2 separate regions of the Rattus norvegicus genome follow, and region 1 is linked to region 2. A link is a contact called in public Hi-C data. All regions are on one chromosome and are shown on one strand. The core of a region is the stretch at or near the end of the contact, and the rest is flanking DNA. Distances in the headings are between cores, read along the strand shown. Region 1 holds the start of Seh1l (SEH1-like nucleoporin). Region 2 holds the start of Afg3l2 (AFG3 like matrix AAA peptidase subunit 2).

What was found. Hi-C and Micro-C count contacts between places; a contact is called where the count stands out from the background.
Region 1: a contact with region 2 is called in a Hi-C map of liver, with 2.9 times the contacts expected there. The contact joins the promoter of Seh1l here to the promoter of Afg3l2 in region 2. A contact is called at or near these places in 7 of 12 Hi-C or Micro-C datasets (Schwann cells, frontal cortex, kidney and 3 more).

Annotation. Positions count from the first base shown.
Region 1 is chr18:63,615,440-63,618,139 of GRCr8, reverse strand. It overlaps Seh1l (SEH1-like nucleoporin), which reads right to left and starts at 1,265. Exons shown (of 9, transcript NM_001394994.1): 1 at 1,025-1,265. The coding sequence starts at 1,135.
Region 2 is chr18:63,267,663-63,270,362 of GRCr8, reverse strand. It overlaps Afg3l2 (AFG3 like matrix AAA peptidase subunit 2), which reads left to right and starts at 1,363. Exons shown (of 17, transcript NM_001134864.1): 1 at 1,363-1,651. The coding sequence starts at 1,538. It also overlaps a transcript of Prelid3a not described here and the pseudogene LOC134482954.

The sequences.
Region 1 (2,700 bases), core at 16-2,515, 350 kb before region 2:
GAGCAGTCCTGAGGCCAAGCTGGGAAAGCTCAAGGTAGTTTGGTAGCCTTCACTGCTTGTCTTGGTAGTGTATATGCACGTAAGTTTTGCAATGCAGAATTACGTCCTCTCCCAAGATTGCCATATTTATCTTAGTAAATACCATTCCCAAAGACTATAACTTGATGTCTGCTACCTAGATCAGCTGTGCTCGTTGGCCAACCAAGGAACCAGGCGCAGTCCTCCCAACAAGAAGGATCACAATCTGAACTCCCTCTATCGACCTGCAGAGACGCCGGGCAGTGCACATTCACACACGCAGACACAACACTCACACGAATAAGTCTTTAAAATTGTGGGGTTAGGGCAATGGAGTCGTTCCTGGTGGCTCCCATCTTTAATCATATCACTCTCGGCAGAGGCAGGCAGATCATCAGGGCTACAGAACTGAGACTCTGTTTCCAAAAAAGTACATCGGAGCATATTCAACGGACACTTGTGATAACCACCTTCAGAGGCCACTTGAACACGAACAAGAATTAAAAGCTGGTGTTCAGCTATTCTGGCGTCGTGAAGGAGTTCATACTCGTAACCCCAGCATGGCTGAAACTGAGACTGGAGGGCTACTGCCAGGTCTAGAAAACGTGTGTGTGTAACTGGCATGTAATAATAATAATATCCCTTCAAGGAATCCCATGCGTCCTGGGCAAAGGAATACAGGCGAGGCCCACTGAAATGAGACACACATCCCCACGAGAAGGCCAAACGCGTTAGACTACAGCCGCGACCCACTCCGCAGACCCAGCGTGCGCGTGCGCTCAGTGCCCCGAGGCAGAGAGCCGCCCCGCGCAGGCGCGGTAGGAAAACGCCCCGAGCGCGGGCGGCCGTGACCCCACAATCCGCCGACGGGGAGGGCTCTCGCCGCTTCCGGCGTGGCGGCGTCCGCGGCTTTGTGTCTCGCACGCCTCGGTCAGAGTTAGTCCCTTCTGTGCCGCCTCCCTCCCCTCTGTGCCCGGCCCTGGGTAGTCGAGCTTGCCGCGCGCACCTTGACGCTCTGGTCGCTGGAACAGGTGGCCATCCGGCGCCCGTGGAAGTCGAAAGACACATCGTGGATGAGGTCCTTGTGGTCCGCCGCGATGCTGCGCGCCACAAACATGGCCGCCGCCGTCTGCCCGGGCCCGCCTCCGAGAGGGCGGCGGTGCGGCCCGCAGCCCCCGGACCGCGGCAGAGGCACGTACGGTACGTCGGCCCTCGCCTGCTCGCGTCGCTCCGGCGCGCCACGCCCCGAGGGACACGCCCTGCGCAGGCGGAGCCTGTGTCCAAACCTTGTTCCAGCCACGGACGGAGCCTGCAGACGCAGGAGGATGGAAAAATGAAAGCGCCTTCCGGGGTCAGCCTAGGGGGTGTGTGCCTCCGTAAACACGTGATCGGTACACATAGCGAGTAGAGATGTCCCGCTGCAGATTTGAATGGAAGGCTCATCTGTTTAACCAGAGCTTCTTAGGAATGATGGCGATGCCCAGAGTTGTCGCTTAGGGAGTCAAGCTCGTCGAGCACAAAGTCTTCCAGAAGGAAGAAATTGAGATGAGGAGTGGAGGACCTGAAGCAGCGGTCAGTGCTGAAAGATGGCACAAGTACAACAGATTCGAGGGTCAGCAAAACCAGAATGAGGAAAAAGAAGTTCTAGAAAGTCACCCGGGGTGATGGCAAGACCCAAAATGATGCCCAATATTTACTTTGATGGAGCCAGTCTTTAATGGAGAAGTAAGTGAAATAAAAATAGCAAAGAGAAACCTATGAAGGGAAGTGCTCAAGTCAGGAGATTCAGTCAAATTCAGGAAGTGGTGGAACATTCCTTCAACGAGGGTTTTAGGTGAGAGGTTGTTTAACGCCCATGGGATCAAACTCCCGACTTTGGCTCCATGCACGCGGTGCACATATAGGTGAAACATGCATACACCTAAAAATAAAGATGTTTAAGAATAGGAATCGCGGGCTGGAGAGATGGCTCAGAGGTTAAGAGCACTGTCTGCTCTTCCAGAGGTCCTAAGTTCAATTCCCAGCAACCACATGGTGGCTCACAACCATCTATAATCAGGTCTGGTGCCCTCTTCTGGCCTGCAGGCATACATGCAGGCAGAAAGCTGATGTATACATAATAAATAAATGTTTAAAAAAAAAAAAGAATAGGAATCGCTTTAAAAAGCAGACTCTAAAGGATCTCAAAATCGCACTTGTTCCTGATGGATTTGTACAGAAACCCGCAGAGACCGATAGTGAAATGATCTTACCAGTCTTGAGTTTTCCTTACTCTTCTTTAAATTAATAAGATTTAAGGCATGGCTTGAATGCATCACCACCTTTAGTTCCAGCTCCAGAGAATCTGAAACATCTGGATTCCTTGAGGATCTGCACTCTCCTGCACACAACGGATACACACACGAAGAGACATAAATTCTTTAAAAAATCCTTTTTTAGATTATATTCCTATTTTAGAGGTAGACCCCCAAGTCCTCTAACCATTGGATCTAACCATTCATTTCCAGAGACATTAATTTCCAGAAACAAAACACACTATATAAAAGTACAATTAAAGGGGTTGGGGATTTAGCTCAGTGGTAGAGCGCTTGCCTAGGAAGCGCAAGGCCCTGGGTTCGGTCCCCAGCTCCGAAAAAAAAAGAACCAAAAAAAAAAAAAGTACAATTAAATCTATACTTTCAA
Region 2 (2,700 bases), core at 114-2,613:
ACATTAATCAAGGTAATCCAAACAAATACTGTGCGTTTTCCCTCATATGTGGCCCCTAGTCTCTGTGAAATATTCTGGAAGTAAACAAGGGTTAAGGCTAGGAATCCAGAAAGGCAGCCATGAAACTGGACAAAAAAAGGCTTTGAGGGAAGGTGGTGGTGCAGACAGTAGAGCAACGTGGAAGGGGAGATTGGGGCAAAAGGGTATAGTAGTGAAGAGAAAGTCGAAGGGAAGGTTAGACCCAAAGGAACAACTATGAGCCTTCTTTATGGAAACCTGTCACTGAGTCATCACCCAGCCCCACTGTTGGTCTTTCTCTGATCCCGATTTCTGGTTTGGTTCTGTTGTGGCTAGCAAGTATACATTGTAGGGTCTCACTACTTATGATTCATGGTTGTCTGGGTAAATAAACCTGAAAATACTGTGCCCAGGAAATTTCTTTTTCTGTCCTTGTCTGTGGTGCTGGGAATTGAACTTAGGCATTCACACATGCAAGTCATGTGGAAATTTTCTATAAATATCAACTAGGTTTAGTTTAGTCATTGTGATGCTGGGTTAGACACGAGGATGAATAATGCTTGGGGTTATTAAAGGGACTAAACACAGCCCGAGACAATTTGGCTCTGGTTTTGCAACACCCCAACTCTTCACGATCAGGTAGTTCTGACCAGTCACTCAGCATTGCAGAATCTTTAACACAACCTCAGTTCACAGTAGTGTTTGAGGACAGCCAGAGCTATGAGCCTGTCCCAAATAGCACCAGGAGAAAATAAGTAAGTAGATGTCTTGGCCTTTGCGGAACTTGCCTCATGCCCGTCAGTGAGCAATCAGTTAACTACTCGGTAAGTAGTCAGAGATGAATGCTAAAATGTCAAACAAGACCAGTGGTCTCTAGTCCTGAATGAAAAATGGTCCTTTTCCATAGAGCCTCGGGTCAACTCTTTAAGGTCCGCCCTCGAACCTTTGCTCTCCTTATTTGGCCCCTCCTGCTTTCCTTCTTCGGTCCCTCCCTCAGACCCGCCTCTCCTGTGCCGATCCTCTTTAGGCCCCGCCTCCTGCCCGCCTCCACACTGCCCTTCGCACCAGCTTTACCCCGCCTTGACCTCGCCTCCAAAGCTCTCATTTGCTACCACCGCCAGCCCCTCCCCACCACAGTCTTCCAACTCCGCCCCAGCCCCGCCCAGCCCCGCCATCAACTATTTCTCCTCTGACCCGCCTCCTTTGGGCTCACCCAACCACGCCCCTCCAGTTCTTTAGTAGGCCACGCCCTTCACCCCCGCTCCACTCTTCCTTTACTCCGGCCTCCAGTCCTACCCCTTCCCTACCCGAGAGCGTGGTCCGCCGCCTGGAGGGCACGTCGACGTCCGCACGCTGGGGCGGGGCCTGACGAGCGCGCGTGGAGCGTGGGTTCGCGTTCTGCCGCGGGTCTCCTGCGCCGGTGGCGCGCAGCTCCCGGATAAGTTGCGGAAGCTGAGGGTTGCCGACCGCCGGCTTTGGCTCGGTCCCTGCGCGCGCCCCGGAGCGGGCCGGGCCCATCATGGCTCACCGCTGCCTGCTGCTGTGGGGTCGGGGCGGCTGCCGTCGCGGCCTTCCTCCCCTGCTCGTGCCCAGCGGCTGCCTGGGTCCCGGCCGGCGGCCCTGCCTCCGTACGGTGAGTCCCGCGTCGCTGCTGCTCCCTCCGGCCAGCTTCCGGCTAGGGCGCAGGTGTCAAGGTCACCGGCCGGGGACGCGTGACGGCCTGAGTCTCCTGGTCCCCGTGGGTGGTATTTCTCCTGACCCCGGGGCCCTGTGGACCGCGCTGTGGTGAGTGGCGCTCTGAGCCCGGGAAGGTCACGCCTCTGCTTTGCTACTCGCTGCCGTGGTCTCGTTGGCTTTCGTGCCACTGGAAAAGGACAGTCGAGTGGACTGCACCGGCGAGCTGGAGGGGAGAGAGAGGGCTGTGGAACTTCCCTTTCCGAACATCTGTTGAATTTGGAGGGCCGTTGCTGGCATCCGGAATACAAATGCCACTGGTGTCATTCATATATATATATATATATATATATATATATATATATATATATATATATATATATATATAGTTCAGGTTAGGGCCTATGTATTTAGTTGCATAACAGCGCCTATCCGGAGGCTTCGCTGCTCTTGTAGGGCCACACACTAACTACCTAGTACCTTTTATTGAAGTGATGTTGTGTTGTGTTGGCAGGACCATGACACAGCTTCTTGCTGTGTGCCAGTCCAGCATAGGTTTTACCCGGAGGTACATAGCATGGCGGTTGAGAAATGTGATTGGTTGCTTGAACCTGGCTAGACAACTTACTGTCCAGCGTCTTTGAGGTGATTAGTCTAGCCTCTTCACTTAGAAGCTAGAGGTAATAATACAGCAGCCTTTCAGTTTCTGGAGGGGATTAATGCATGGACCCTTACCAAACTTAAAGGATGCATGCCCTCCTATGGGCTTTGGTTTGTTTATGTTTTGTTTGGGGATTTTTGAGATGAGGTCTTACTGTATAGCCCAGGCTAGCCTCCAGGATCTCCCACCCGATCCTCCTAATCATGCTGGCTCTTCGCTTATCCGCTCATTTCTAGATTGTTTCAGTACCTAATGTGGTCGTAAACCGTTAGTAAGTAGACTTTACATCCTAACACTCAATGAACAGTGACCAAAACCCAACCCAACCCACTCTTCCCCACACAGGA